Regions from separate parts of the Mus musculus genome. Here region 1 is linked to region 2. Evidence: chromatin contacts called from public promoter capture Hi-C data. All regions are on one chromosome and are shown on one strand. The core of a region is the stretch at or near the end of the contact, and the rest is flanking DNA. Distances in the headings are between cores, read along the strand shown. Region 1 holds the start of Trim67 (tripartite motif-containing 67). Region 2 holds the start of Zfp469 (zinc finger protein 469).

Region 1 (3,534 bases), core at 939-3,438, 2.6 Mb after region 2:
GCTACAGAGCCATGGGGACTGAGGATGTGGCAAGATGCCCGAGTGTTCTGTTTTGAAGGAAAGCAAAAGAGGAAGTTTGCTTGTTTCTTTGTGGCTTGTCATGGTTGGTTTGTTTGCTTGTGGAGTTAGGGTCCCACTCTGTGGCCCAGGCTGTCTTCTCATCACCACTTTCCAAGTCCTCAGATTTCACGTGTCTGTTGCTTACTATAGGCCAAGCTAGGAGTGGTTTCACAGTATGTCTTGCATGTGCAGAGACACACACGCTTGGCTAAAAGTGCCACCCTGTCCAAGCCTAAGTAGGCTACCCAGGTCTGAAAAAGACAAAGAGAAACAGGAGTCACTTACTGTGCTTACTATAAAATCATGAGGTTTTTAAGAGATATGAATTCCAGTTGGTCCCAGGGCAGACTGAGCTGGGTAGCTGGGTTCAGCAGAAAGGATTTATTTATTTATTTATTTATTTACTTACTTACTTATTGATACAGGGTTTCTCTGTATACCCTGGTTCTCCTGGAACTCGCTCTGTAGACCAGGCTGGCCTCTAACTCAGAGATTCACCTGCCTCTGACTCCTGAGTGCTTGGATTAAAGGCGTGCACCACCACCTTCCAGCTTCTTGAAGAGCTTTCAATAACCCAAGTTGTGACTCTCCTAGACCTTAGGATCAATAGTGACTTTCTGAAGAATTTCTTTTTTTCAGTGTATTGCTGGCAGGACCAGGTGACTGAAGCTTCATCTACAGAGAGTGGATTAGGACAGTTGCCGCCTCCATACCCACCCCCACCCCCACCGTGCAGCACTGCTTCCTGAAGCAGGGCTAATTGGGATGTCCGGTTTAGCAGGAGCCTACCCTTAAACATGGAGCCAGACTTCTGTAAGCCATTCAGCTGAACTGAGATGCATAGAAAGTAGTCCAGAGCATTTACTGTAACAATTTGGCACGGACACATATATATATTGTTATAGTATTTTCCAGACTGGACAGGTGGAAGCAAGCTGCAGGACCCCGGAAGTCCTGTAAAGATATGGGCTTCACTGGGGTGCTTTGCAATGGCTTTCCTGGTGACCTCCCTTCCACCAGAGGTTCTATCCCTTAGGCACAGAGCCAGGCCAAGGCAGCTGCCTCATTAGTCTGTGGCTTCATTTCTCTCCTCCTGCTATCTTTCCAAATGCTGACAGTGGCTGGGGCCCTGCATTCCTTCAGCAGGAGTCTGCGCCACGGTTGCTGTTTTTTTTTTTTTGTTTGTTTCAGTTCAGCAGAGTCTTACTATGTAACACCCAGACTAGCTTGGAAATTACTATGTAGCCCAAGCTGGCCTTGAACTCATAGCAATCCTTCTGCCTAGGCCTCCCAAGTGCTAGAATTACAAGCACGAGCCAGCACGCTGACTGACACATCCTTTCTAAATCGACAATTTCCTTGTCTGTTCCAAGCCAGCTTGAATCGCACAGGAAGAGAGGGCCGCGTGGTGCGCATTTCGCTCCACGCGCTCTTCCCTTCCAGGGCTCGCCCTTAGCTCTATGCCCAGCGCGTACTTCCTTTCTCTGGGCAGCCGGCACTACCCAGCGCAGAACAGCGGGCAGACGGCAGCCAGGCGCGCGGGCGGCGACGTTGCAGGAAGCTCCCATTCATAAAGAGAACACCTGCTCGCTGCCTCCCGCCTCTCCGCACTCGCGAGCAGCCTGGGGAGGTTGTATTTGGCAACCTTCACCGTGTCCTCGCCAAGTCCTCCGGCCCTCATCTTCCACGACTAGCCCCAGTAGAACCAAGGAGACAAAAAAAAAAAAAAAAAAAGGCTTGTAAAAAGATGCATAAATCAAACCTCGCCCTTTGGCGCGAGGCTGTCCGACATTTTGTGCCTTGAAAGCTTTTTGCGGGGAGGAAATAGATTTAGGAACCGACTGTCGCGCTGTGTTGCGAGGCCTTTTTCAAGCGACTGGCCTTTTAGGGACCGCTGTTTACGCTTTCATGGTGGCGAGGAGTGGGCAGGGCGGGAGCTGGCCAGGGTTGCTCTGGCAAGCTGGGCGGGGCGCCGTGCTAATTCACCGTGCAGTCTCCATCCGTAACGGAGCAGTTCTCCACAATGATCCTCCCCACGAAGCCCTCCGACCCGCCCCTGACTGCCAGCCGCGAGAGGCGAGCCCTCATTCGCTGAGCTGACGCCTGGCTCCCCGCCCCCCGCCCCGTTACTCTCGCTCTGGAAATTACAACTCCTGGGCGCGCGGCACGGCGGGCGGGCGGGCGCGGGAGGCGGTGGGGCCGGGAGGGGGATTCCCGAGCCAGCGGGTGCTCGCCCCCCACCCGCCGCTGCAGCGTGGCGCGGCCAAGGTCAGGGGCGCTGCAGGAACCGGAGCCGGCGAGGCCAGCCTGGGACGCTGCTCAATACCGGCCTACGAGGAGGCAGCTCAGAGAGCAGCGGCCCGAGCAGCGGTACGGCGACGGTCTCCGGGCCGGGGGATGCCGAGGTGGCCGCGGCTGCACAGCAGCCTGGCGGAGGATGCGCGCGGGAGGGGGGACGGGCGCGGACTCCGGGCCCATCCTCTCGCGGGCGCTGTCCGCCGTCTGGTGGTGCTGAACCAGCCCTGGCCCCGCCACTCGGGCACTGGCCAAGAGCTGGGTAGGGGCGGGGCGCTCGCAGAAAGAAGACTCGGGGCAGCGGCGCTGCGGAGTCGGGCTCAGTAGCCTTGCTGGCTCACAGCAGCGGGTCACTGGTCCTTCGTGGAGTGGAGGCACGAGGTACCCCGGACGGCGCTACTGCTGCCTATTCAACACCTGGACAACCTCGGAGGCCACCGCGAGGGCTCCCCGCCACCTTCAGACGGCTGCCTCCGGTGAGGGAGCCTCGCCTTCAGGAGGTGAGGACCCCTCCTTTCTCTGGCGGCCAAGCGTCTTAGGGCGGTGGCCTGAGGACAGAGAGGGGGCGTGCCACCCTCGGGTGAAGACAGCATGCCCGTGAAATACCCCCGCCTCCTGACTCAAGAGCGCTGACATCGCCAGCCCAGCTGCGCTTGTCTTCGGAGCCTTGACCATTCTTGGCTGGTCCCGAGCGGCTCTGGCCGCGGGCGCGGCGATGGAGGAGGAGCTGAAGTGCCCAGTGTGCGGATCCCTGTTCCGGGAACCCATCATCCTGCCCTGCTCTCACAATGTCTGCTTGCCGTGCGCCCGCACTATCGCGGTTCAGACCCCGGACGGCGAGCAGCACCTGCCCCCGCCGCTCCTTCTTTCGCGAGGTGCCGCCGCCGCCGCAACCCCTCCGGATCAGGACGCAGCCGCCGGCGCGACCAGCGGAGGCGCGGGAGCTAACACAGCCGGAGGCCTAGGCGGCGGGGCGACCGGTGGCGGAGACCACGCGGACAAGCTGAGCTTGTACAGCGAGACTGACAGCGGCTATGGCTCCTACACCCCCAGCCTCAAGTCCCCCAATGGAGTCCGCGTGCTGCCCATGGTGCCTGCGCCCCCGGGCTCTTCGGCCGCCGCGGCCCGAGGCGCCGCCTGCTCCTCGCTCTGCTCGTCCTCCAGCTCCATCACCTGCCC
Region 2 (3,655 bases), core at 313-2,812:
CTGGATGTTTTCTGAGGAGCAAGAGATCCTGGGTCCACAGGCCCAGAATGATACTGCGGAAATGTGATCAGAATTCCAGAGCTGGGGTGCAGGGCAGGGTGGGGGCCTCTCAACCCAGATTCTATTCACATTTGCATCCCCTTCGGGCTCACTCACTGTCACATGCCACACTGCACAGTCCCAGGAAGATCAGCTTTGCCCTGCAGCACACTGCAGCTCAGGGCCATTCACAAGTGAGTGGTTCAGCATAGGCCTTGGGACCTGCCCAAGGCCAGGAGTTTCCCAGGAAGCATCCTGGAAGCCTGCGCCCAGCCTTGCTTTGCATGATAAAGGTGTTCCCAGGAGTGAAACTGGAACTTCTGAGTGGCAGCTAGACCTACTGGGGGTGGGAGCTGTGGAAGGGCTCTTTCTGACAGGGTCTCTTTCCGTGAAGTACCCCCGCCTGTTGAGAAGCCCACAGATCAATGGTCAGTGATCCAGTTCATCTAAAGTGGAGTCAGTGATCTTCTCTCTCTCAGGACCTGGGGCTGTGAGCTCACATCGTGTACGTGTGTGCGTGGAGACCAGAGGTCGGCTTCAGGTGCTGTCCGCTTTGTTATGGAGACAGGTTACCCTGGAGCTCACCGAGTAAATTAAGCTGCCTGGCCAGCTAGCCCCAGGGATCTGCCTGGCTCTTGCTTCCCCAGCACTGGGTTCAAATACACGCCACACCTTGCCTTTTTACTCAATGCTGGGGCATTGAACCCTCATGCTGAGCTGAACATCTTAACATAAGCTCTTCCAGCTGTGTGGCCTCTGGCAGATTCCTGATCTGTGAAGCTTGGGTTCATGTTAGATGTGGCATTTTGTCAGATGATCTTAAAGGTGCCCCTCCGTCTCTAGAGACCTAAATAGCTCCTTCGGTCCCCACTACGTTCCAGTGTGCTCATCCCCAGGCTGGATGATGGCCCAGTAGGAAGCCACCAAGGTTGATGACTTCGAGCTCTGTGTTATGACAGAAGCCCGCTGGACATCTACTCCAGGCCGCAGCACCTTAGAGTGTCAGACTTATGTACTGGGGGGTAGGGGGAGGCTTAACCTGAATTTTCCCCTAAACAGGTGTCAGCTATGGCCCGGGCCCTAACCTTCCGGGACAGAAGCCAGAGGAAGAGGTTTAGTTGCTTTTGGTGGCCCAGGGACTGGGAGGAGCGAAGGATGGATAGAGCTGCGACTGGAAGCCACACGGTGGAATGGTGGCAGCCGTTTCCGAAGTTGCGCTGAAGCCAGGCTTTCCGCCCAGCGGCGTGCCAGCTGTAGAACTGGCCAAGGAGCGTGTTGTGGGGGGAGAGGGTTGGTGACCGGGGAGAGAGTTTCCCACCAGGCCGGCGTGGCTAGGTGGATCACATGAAACCAACACCTAGGAAAAGCCGTGCTAAAAATAGCCGGGGCGGGGCGGGGGGGGGGGGGGGCGCAAGCGTGTAACCCAAGCCGGGGCGCTGCTGTGCGTCCGGCCTCCGCGCGAGCGCTGCCCGCGGACCGGCCCGGGAGGCGGCCCTCTGCTCGCACCCCGCCCCAGGCGCAGCGCGGCGGCTCGGTGCCCGGCGGACGGGCGGGCGGGCGGCCGGGGCGCTGCGGGCGGGGATGAGCGCTGGGGCTACGCGGTCCGGGCGCGGGCGCCCCGCGCGTCCCGGGAACTGGAGCTACGCGCGGCCGGGGCGGAGGTGAGTGCGCGTCGCTGGGGTGATCAGGGACGGGTGCGGTCACCGCGCTGCCCTCCAGGCGCACGGCTGGCCTCGGGTTCCGACACACGGTGAGACGAGCTGCAGGCGCCGAGTACCGAACTCGGGGCTGCCTGGCCCAGCCCCTGAGAGAGCTGTTGGGGATGTCGCCCGCGAGTTGCGAAGCACAGAGCAAGCATCACCAGAGCCCAGGGGAGTCGGAGCCACGGGGCTGCGGGAGGTGAAGCGGTAACTCATTCATTGCGACTTGGAACCGTTCGTATGCTACTCCACCGCCGCCCGCTCGGGACCCCCTAAGGTCTGATTCCGCGGGCGGGATGGGGTCCGGCTAGCGGACTTGAGGGTCACCACGCTCTTGCTTCCGCCAGGAGGCCCATCGCGCCCCCACCCACCCTGTGCTTTGGGGCAGCTCCGCTGGAGGAGTCCACGGAGTTAAGCTAAGCCGACCGCGGAGACACTGCGCCCCTCGTGGCGATGGTGGGAAGGGGAGGGTATCGTAGCGGGATTCAATCGGACTTCCAGTGGCGGCCTGGACCCTGTCCTGCACCCGAGACCCCAGGGTAGAAGCAGGGATGTGCATAGCAGACAGGAAAGCGGAACAGCCGGGCTGCTGAGTGGGGCTCGGGCTCCAGCTGAGACAGTTGATGGCTTTTCTTCGGGCTCCTCTGAGCCGGCTGTGTGGGGACTGTGCCACGTGTTACTACTGCATTTAATCTTCCTAGTGAAATGGGTGGAACCCCGTGCTCTAGATGAAGAGGGTCAGAGTGGCCTGTGTTGCACAGCTGGAAAGCAGCAGAGGTGCTGACAGTCCAGAGCCACACTGCCAGTTGACTCTGGTCCAGTTCCCCCTGTTAGAGGGACAAAGGTGTGTCGAGGCCTCTGTGTCCTGCACTGTCCCAACCGTCTTTACTCAGCCAACACCCAAGTCCGGAAAATAACAGACAAGCGGGCAAAATGCTTGGGCATATTGACGGGGCCAGTCGGGGAGAGCAGCAGCTGGCCAGCAGTCCCTTCAGGATGGCATAAGCTTGCCTGGCAGGTCCCTTTTGCCATAAGCTTGGCCTGGCAGGTCCCAAACAACTGGGCAGAGCCAACAGAGTGTGTCTTCCTTATTGTGAATGGGAGAAGGCAGCAGAGGACGGCACAGGGTTTCTTCAGTCTGGGAGATAAGGTGAGACAAAGCAAGTGGACTCCAGGCTGTCAGTATCCCAGGGCATTGTAGAGGCCGTGGGAGAGCCAAAGAGAGCTCTGAAGTCATGAGCTTACAGTGTCAGTGATTTAGTCTCCACAAGACCCCACCCTCCACCGACCCAGGTCAGTGGCTGCTTGTATGCCCCCAGCGATGGCCTCTCACTCCTTCACAGCAGCCTGAGCCTTCTGTCCTGCCGCTACTGGAGGATCCGTTTCAGCCCAAGCCCCTAGCTGTCAATCACCTGGAGTGACAGGCGACACAGTAAGCCTGGAGTTGCCACAGTTGCCTTGGAGAAGTTAGTGGTATGTCACTCCCCACCAAGTCTTTGGAGCATGTACCTTTTACAACTTGGCATTGCAAGCCAGGAAGTGTCCTGCCACCTGCTTTGGGAAGCAAGCCCTGGGTCTTTCTCTGCGTGCCCTTGCTAAGTACTGACATGGCCTGGAAGCAGAGGCCAGGCCACACACTGAAACTTATGTGCAGCCTGGGCTTCTGGGCCAACCCCCAATCCATCTTGGGAAGAATTCCATTTCTGGGTCTGCTTTCTCCTCTAGAGCTGCAACGGTGTGGAGGAGGGGCATACTTGCACAGGTATACCCAGGCCAGGGGCAAGTGTGGCAGGTAGCATGGCCTTGGGCAAGTCACTAAACCTGGCTGGTCCTGGGCTCCAGCCGATGGAAGCAGGTGGCCAGGTACTGGACTGCATCTGCTTCTTGTTTTCCTCATCAGCCCTCCATTGGCCTCA

Evidence for each region. Promoter capture Hi-C pulls out the DNA fragments that hold promoters and counts their contacts.
Region 1: a contact with region 2 is called in a promoter capture Hi-C map of liver, with 3 times the contacts expected there. The contact joins the promoter of Trim67 here to the promoter of Zfp469 in region 2. A contact is called at or near these places in 2 of 39 promoter capture datasets (both in liver).

Annotation. Positions count from the first base shown.
Region 1 is chr8:124,790,831-124,794,364 of GRCm38.p6, forward strand. Trim67 (tripartite motif-containing 67) reads left to right here and starts at 2,189. Exons shown (of 10, transcript NM_198632.2): 1 at 2,189-3,534. The coding sequence starts at 3,071. It overlaps Gm46059 (a long non-coding RNA gene), which reads right to left and starts at 1,557. Exons shown (of 3, transcript XR_001778718.2): 1 at 474-1,557; 2 at 1-311.
Region 2 is chr8:122,228,712-122,232,366 of GRCm38.p6, forward strand. Zfp469 (zinc finger protein 469) reads left to right here and starts at 1,563. Exons shown (of 3, transcript NM_001362883.1): 1 at 1,563-1,700.